2 separate regions of the Astyanax mexicanus genome follow, and region 2 is linked to region 1. The links are chromatin contacts, called in public Hi-C maps. All regions are on one chromosome and are shown on one strand. The core of a region is the stretch at or near the end of the contact, and the rest is flanking DNA. Distances in the headings are between cores, read along the strand shown.

Region 1 (4,214 bases), core at 517-3,016:
ATATGTATTTTTTTGGTGTGTGTCAGAACATTTTGAGGATGTTATTGCATATGATACAATATGATTTGGCACACCCCTAATGTAAGCAGATTTTATATAAAAATATACTGAAGAATTTATATTGGTCTAATCATTATGAACTTTAAATACATGGTATACAGATACAGGGTATCTGCAGATATGTGTAAATTCAATTCAACATTTTTGAATAATAATAATAATAATAATAATAATAATAATAATAATAATAATAATAATAATAATAATAATAATAGTTGACAAAAATTTGGCAATAACAAAATATTAAGCTTTCAAAGGTTTCTGACAAACTGATATTTCAAACAATTATAAATATAAGAAATGAGCTTTTTGTAACTAAAAAAAGGTCCAGAGCTCAGTTGGGCTTATGTTTTGCACTAGATTTGGCATCTATAAAATAATGTTAATAATGTTGTTAGCTCCAATTAATTCAGTCTAAAGTTAAAACTAGTAAACTAACATACAAAGGAAATATGGAAACTGCAAAATGCAATGAACTTAAACAAAAAAACAATTATTTAAAATGGCTGTGACATTTTAAGACCTTTGGAAAATAGACAGACAAACTAAATTGAGTAATTTCTTTTTGATTAATAAACTTTTGAGACTTTTAATGAGACTTTATGAATTCATGAGAATTTGTAAGACTTTTTATGGATCTGAAAACACATTAGAATGCAACAGAATACAACAAACTGCTGAAATGGAAATAAACACAAAAATATTCTATTAATATGATATAAACTTTTGTTCAATACTCTATTAGTGTTAAAATAAAAAAAATCCCCCACCTTCTCAGAACAGTGTACTATTATAACAATATAACCACCCCTAACCGAGCCACACTTAGACCTCACACTCAAACGCTCCTCAGTCTGCAGCTGTTTCCTAATAATCCTCTTCCCCAGGAGGCAGCGGAGGATAAACCAACGCCCAGAGCCACAGCAAGAGGGCAGCACAAGCCTCTGCCTCAACCCGACCTCTGCTGATCTCTTCCACTGCCTGAGAAGATGTGTACCATTAAATCTAGCGAGTAAAACATATCATATATGTGCTGTATGTCTATATATACACTATACAGACTATATACAGTATCTACTGTCTTCTGCTTGCAGTATCTATCTAAGGCTGAAGCATGTTTTTCTAAACAGAGCATCGTCAAACTAAACGTCTAGTTATTAAAAAGAGAAAAGTCACACTGACAGAACTTCATTACTCTCCATTTATAATTATAGACAGCAGATAGAAAGAGAGAGAGAAAGAGAGAGAGAGAGAACAGGGGAGGAGGCGACAGACAACAAAAGCTGGGTGAGCTGCAGCCTCTGTGGTGTGAGCCAGATGACCGGCTCTTTCTTTCCTCCAGTCAGGCCGCGAGACAGATCAGCAGGAAGCCTGGGTGAGAACTCTGAAGGGTGGGAGACCAGTCCTCTGCATACACACACACACACACACTCACACACTCATGCTCACACGCTCTCTCTCACACACACACACTCTCTCTCTCTGTCTCTTCTCCTTCCCTCCCTCCCCTCCACACACACCCCATTCACAGGCTTTGACTACAGCAGTCATCTGGAGAGCCCACAACAAACAGGTGTTCCGTTTCACACACACTCACTCACACACTCACACACACACACACACACCCCTCACCCGTGGAGCAAACTGTTGGGGAGGCCAGTCTGTAAGCAGCTGCAGCTATAATTATCCAGAGGGCTGCGGCGGTGGCGGCGGCTGCGGCAGCGAGTGCAGCACAGGCTTTGTGTAGGAAAGTTTGGCCAAAGGAGGTGATGAGGAGAAAAGGATGTGAATTATTTATGGGGGTTCGTGCATGAAAAAAGGGAAACGATACCCACAAAGAACTGTGGGACCGGCAGATGCACAAACACACACTTGTTCACTTGTTTCACACACTTAAGGACATACTGTTAAATATATACAGTGACATAAAAAAAGTTTTTGCCCACTTACAGATTTCTTTCATTTTCACATTTTTGTCATACTTACAAACTTTAGTATCAGACAAATACAACCTGATTAAATACAAAAAGTACTTTTGAAATGAGGATTTCATTTATTAAGCGAAAAAAATAAAACTATCCAAACCAATCTAGCTCATTGTGAAAATAAAAGAGCCCCCCCACTACTTAACACAGCCAGACCTGTAGAGTGGCCGTCCGACCGAAATAATTCCAAAAGGGCATGGACAACTCATCCAGGAGGTCACAAAAGAACCCAGAACAACATTTAAACGACTGCAGTTAAGGTCTCAGTTAAGGTCAGTTTTAATCATTCAATAATAAGAAAGAGACTGGTTAAAAATGGTCAATGGCAGAGTTTCATAGCAAAAACACTGTTGACCAAAAAGAACACAACAGCTCGTATCACATTTACCAAAAAAATATCTTAATGATTTGGGCAAATATTCATTGAACTGACGTAACAAAAGTGGAACTTTTTGAAAGGTGTGTGTCGCATTACATCTGGTGTAAAAAGTATCACATGATTTCAGAAAAAGCACATTATACTGAACGTAAAACATGGTGGTGGTAGTGTAATAATCTGAGGCTGCTTTGCTGCTTAAGGATCTGGAAAACGAAATTCTGCTGTTTACCAGAAAATCCTGAAGGAGAATGTCCGGCCATCTGTTTATGACCTCAAGCTCAGGTTTACTTGGGTTCTGCAGCAGGACAATGATCCAAAGCACACAAACAACTCCACCTCTGAATGGCTAAGTGCTGCCACTATAATCAGGAGATCGCTTGTTCGAATCCTGTTCATGCAGCTTGCCATCAGCTGCCAGAGCCCTGAGAGAACACAATCAGTCTTGCTCTCTCCGGGTGGGTAGATGGCGCTCTCTCCTCACATCACTCTAAAAGGTGATGTAGATCAGCACAAGGCATCTGTGAGCTGATGTATTGGAAACCGAGTCACTGCGGTTTCCTCCGAGTGCGCTGTGATGCTACTTTGCAAATCTGCATCAGCAGGAGTTTGAAAAGAGGCGGTGGCTGACTTCACATGTATCAGAGGAGGCATGTGCTAGTTTTCACCCTCTTGCTCACACAATACAATTTGTTTTCTTGATTAATAAAAGCAGTAAATGAACCACAAGTTTTTTTATATATATAAAAATACCTACAAATTCTTTAGAATCAAATTTTAGAAAATAAGATATGAAAAAATACAAAATGAAACTAATCCAAATTAATTAACGGATTGATTATAATCTTTTGACAACCCAAATATCTATGAAAACAGTATTCACCTCTAGTTTCTCAGAACTAAAACTTGGCCAGTTAACTAGTAGCGAGCGCTAAATAAAAATCTTCATAAGAAATTTAGTGCAGTGTTTTTCCCCCTGCGATAGCTGTCAGGTACGCCCTGCCTGAAACAGTAGCTAAGCGGGAACACAGCCTTCTCGTTCCACTTACAGTCCCCAGCAGCTTAGTGTAACAGAATAGAACAGCCAGTTCCATACAGTCCCACACCAGGAAAAGGCTGCCCCACATTCACTACCACTACTGTTCCTGTTCCTGCTGCTCCTGCTGCTTCAGCCAGGGAATCAGGCCCTGCACTTAAAGCCATATAACTTATTTACCTCCTGACTTTTTTCCACAGATACAAGAAAGAGCTGTAACTGAGTCAAATTGATTAAAGATATGATTATTATAAAGCTTTCAGTGATTTTTTTCACAGAGAAAACGCATTGTGATTAAATAAATTACAAAAAATCAGTGTTTTAACATTTAGCATTCAACAGATCATAACCCTGACTGCTACTATTTAAATAGGTTAAGGCATTAATTAAAAGAAACACTTCTCACTAATACCATTGAAGTAATCTGATTACACCTTTAAAAAGTAACTTAGTTACTTTATGGATTACTTGATTTAAAAAGTAATTAAGTTACTTACAAGTTACATTATTAGTTACATTCAGCCGCTACAGACCACACACAAACACACACACACACACACACACACACACACAATAGAAAATATATTTAGCTGATATGAACCAGCTAGCAATCGTGCATCTCTCTCCTCACTCCACTGTTTGTGTGTGTGTGTGTGTGTGTGTGTGTGTATGTGTGTGTGTGAGATGGAGAGAGTAGCAGTTGCATTAGCCGCTAATTGCTATTTCCATGTTCAGAGGTGAGTATTATCAGCCTGTA
Region 2 (3,947 bases), core at 1,217-3,716, 90 kb after region 1:
TGTACTTTACAATGTTGACTTAGTATAATTACATTTAATCTATTTTTATCTTCTTTAGGAATAAGAATATGCATAATTACAATGACATATATAATTGTAAAATTTTAACCAGTTGTTTTACATATTAACAATATTATTATTCTATAATGTATAATTTAGTAGTCTTGCCTGATTTTCTTTAAACTTTTATTGCTTTATCTGTATCTATAGACTTATTGGGCTATATAACAAAATTTCTCGTTACTATAGCATATCATGTTTACATATTCATACTTAAAAAGCCATCTATATTCTACATTTATTATTCTATTTTTCTTTTGTCCCTTCTTACCTTCTTCTTCTTTTCTAATTTTATTGCTATCTATAGATCCTCTGTCTGTCTGTCTTTCTGTCTGTCTGTAGCAACTCTAAATGTACAGTACGTCCACACATAGACTCCAGCATCTTCTTAAAGCATGTCAGTCAGTCAACACAGCATCCAGTCACTGGTCAGCCTGTCTGTGCTGTTTTAGGTCTGTCAGTGCTGCTGGTTGTTATTCCTACAGTGCTTAGCGCTTATAATGGCTGACGAGCAGACAAGCCTTCTAGCTCTGTTTGTTGTTGTCGGTGGTGCTTTAATTAGCGAGGGACACAATGCCTGAGTAAGCACGGATATAAACACTGTCATGCATGCACAGTCTCACACACACACACACACAGTACATACATACTAGTCACACACAGTCACACCAGCTACTGTCTGCATGCATAGCCAAAAGTAGGGTTAGCTATGCACAGCGATTTAAACCATGGGAACCAGCTTTATAAGTTAAAGCTGGATAATTTAATGCTATTGGTGAACTGAATGGGTACCTGAGAGAATTCCCAAAATTTTGATGTATTAGAGAGAGCTCATTATCCAATAAAACCCTTTATTATAAGGTCTAATTGCAGCCAAATCACTATGAACAAGATGTTCATAGTCAGTTCTGGGGCTATTATTCTTTGTAGAGAAGGAAGTAACATTTACATTTCTCATAGCTATTTATTTAGTGCCTTTTTTGCAGAACTACTGAATTTCAACATTTCCAAAAAAAACTCTGATATATACGTCATATAATGAGCACAGTCAACCGGACCAGGAATTAAACCTCAGTATTCCTCATAGTGTGGTAGCTAGCTGCTGATTCACCCTGTATAAGTTGCATATATATTTTATTTTGGATTTCCAGTAGATCAGTATATTACCGGAGATGGAAAAAACGTTTAACTTTAAAGTGAAATCAATGTGAATAGAATTCTGCATCTGTGAATATCAGTAGATACTCTATAAATATTTTTATTTGATTTGATTGCTATATTTTTAGAACTATTATTCATTGTCAGCATTTCCAAAATATGCACAATTATACTGATTTATATTTCATATTTTGAGCAGAGTCGCCCAGAGCAGGAATTAAACCAGTTTCCCCACATGTTGTAACTTTTAACTTTAAACTGAAATAAATGTGAATAAAATTCTGCACCTGTGAATATCAGTAGATACTGTATAAATATTATATTTCTATATAATTTTTCCAGAACTACTACTGATTGTCTGCATCTCCAAAATATAAAATATGACTTAAAATAAATGTGAATAAAATTCTGCATCTGTGAATATAATTATTATATTATGTTTGTATTTATATTTTTTATTACTTTTTTTATTTGCAGAACTACTACTGTCTTTAAGCAATTTACGTAAAATTACACTGATTTACCTGGATATCATATTATGTCAGACAGAGCAGGAATTGAACTCCAGTATCAGACATGGTGTGGTTGCTAGCTAATCTGGTTAACTAGCTGACTGGCAGGTCCAACCAGTAACGTTACAATACATATTTCAGTTACACTACCAGGCGTTATAATGAGTTGTGTACCACACAACAAACAAACAAGGCCGTAAAGCAGATAGACAACAGCAGCAGCAGCTGCCTTCTCCACCCTCTCCATCCTCGTGCTGCTGTTATCTGTACACAGACAGCTAATAACTCTCTCTGCCTCCGCGCCGCAGCATCCAGCCCGGCTCAGCTGTGAGGGAGGCGGCCGCTTAACATCCAGCGAGCTCGGCTTACTGACTGACAACCGCATCACAGCAGCGCGGCCGGCCGCCCTCCCTGCGCTCACACTCATCTGTGTTTACCTGGCGCCGGCGCTGGCGGGGTTCACCCCCTCTCCAGCCGCAGCAGCAGTTTCCCGGACTGGCGGAGTGAGGGATCTTCCTCAGCCCGCTGCTGTAACTACAACACGCGGCGCGGTGACAGCAGCCTCGCCCGGCCCGCCCTGACTGTGGTAACGGCCCTACAGAGCCGGAGAAAAGCACGGCGGCGGCAGCTGCTGCTCACCCCGCCGTCAGTCCTCCCGTCTCTCGCTCTCGCGCTCCGCCGAGCTCAGAGCTCCTCGCGCCGCCGCCGCCGCTCGGTGTTGACTTTCAGGCGAGTCACTGACGTAACACGCCGCCGTCACTCCCCGCGCGGGACCCCGGCCAGACCGAGTTCTCGCGAGACTCGGAGAGCGGGATGAGGAGAAGGACGGGAGGATGGCTCTTCTGCTTGACGCTCGCATTAACAGCACCTGAGCGTTATTCTCTCTCTCTGTACTGTCTGAATACACAACAACGCTCTCATTAAATTATATACCTCCATTACTCAGGTAGAAAGAAGTATAGATACTAGGGTTTATAAATACCTCTATAGAAGCTGAATATCAACTCAGGCAACAGTGTAAAAGTACTGCTTTTTAAACTACTTAAAGTATAAAAGTAAAAGTAATAAAAGAGGGAACCCCCCTCTCCCCAAAAGTAATAATGACTAAAAGACTAAAATGTTAATGTTAAAAAAATTGGGATGTCAATAGCTGCCTGTTTTAGCTGCATATAAGCCCATAAATTAATGCATTTTAGTACAATTTTAGCAAATATATTAAAGAGGCATGACGTGTGCAGGTGCGATGGATTGCATGTTAACCAAGAGGGTATCAGAATGATATATGTTTATACTTCTTATCCAACCACAATCAAATTCACTTTATCTGGATGGAGAGATTTATCTGGATAGAGTTTTTTTTGGACCAATAAAAGCCCCAATTAAAACAAACTGAAATGAAATAGGAGTAACAACGACTATTTTAAAAAGGCATGGAGTATAATGCTCAGATAATTAAATGAAAATGTAGAGGTAAATGAAGAAGTAAAAGTATTTGTACTTTGTTGACACCTCTGATACAACCAGTCAGAACAGAAATTACAGTTTCATTATTTCTTTAATTACTGAGTAATTATTGCCATTATATGGATTAGAACATTATTTAAATACCAGTAGGTCTATTCACTATATACCAACTCTACCTCTTCACAACACAACTGATGCTCTGAAACACATTAGGAGGCAATAAATTCAACTAATTAACTCTTGATAAGTTTAGAACAGCTGTTAACTGAATGCTTTTCCAGGTGACTCATAAAGCTGACTGAGAAAATCCAGCCATTTTTTACACTTTAAAATGCACCTCTAAAATAAACTCATTGACTAAGACTTGTAAATATTCTAGACAGCCTATATGGCTAAATAATTAACTTTGCTTACACTACTGTGTCTTACAAGTAAACAACATAAAAATATATATTTTAATTAAATGATGCCACCAGTTATCAGTGTAATATCTAATGCAGACTCCAGCACCTAATCCTTTGTACTAGAAACATTACATTGTCTCTGTCAAATTAAATGAAAATTATTGTTTACAGTTTTTTTAAATCGAAGGTTTTTGTAAAAAAAAAACTCAAATTTGCATGTTAAATACATTTACATATTAAAAACAGTAAGAAATCCCAGACAATTTATGAAGTTTGGAAATTCAACCTGTACACTCCAAATCTATATTTTAGATTTAAAAAAAAGTACCTGTTCAGGGAAAAGAGGACG

Evidence for each region. A called contact is a pair of places that touch in the nucleus more often than the background predicts.
Region 2: a contact with region 1 is called in a Hi-C map of muscle, with 10 times the contacts expected there. The contact joins the promoter of akt3a here to the enhancer-like site in region 1. A contact is called at or near these places in 2 of 3 Hi-C or Micro-C datasets (both in muscle).

Annotation. Positions count from the first base shown.
Region 1 is chr7:22,782,150-22,786,363 of AstMex3_surface, forward strand. All of the region lies in intron 2 of akt3a (v-akt murine thymoma viral oncogene homolog 3a), which reads right to left. Among protein-coding and RNA genes, the nearest start is that of akt3a, 90 kb to the right of the region's middle. Within about 2 kb of position 1,767, the one cell type or tissue checked has an H3K27ac peak away from gene starts, as active enhancers do.
Region 2 is chr7:22,871,821-22,875,767 of AstMex3_surface, forward strand. It overlaps akt3a (v-akt murine thymoma viral oncogene homolog 3a), which reads right to left and starts at 2,467. Exons shown (of 14, transcript XM_007234678.4): 1 at 2,168-2,467.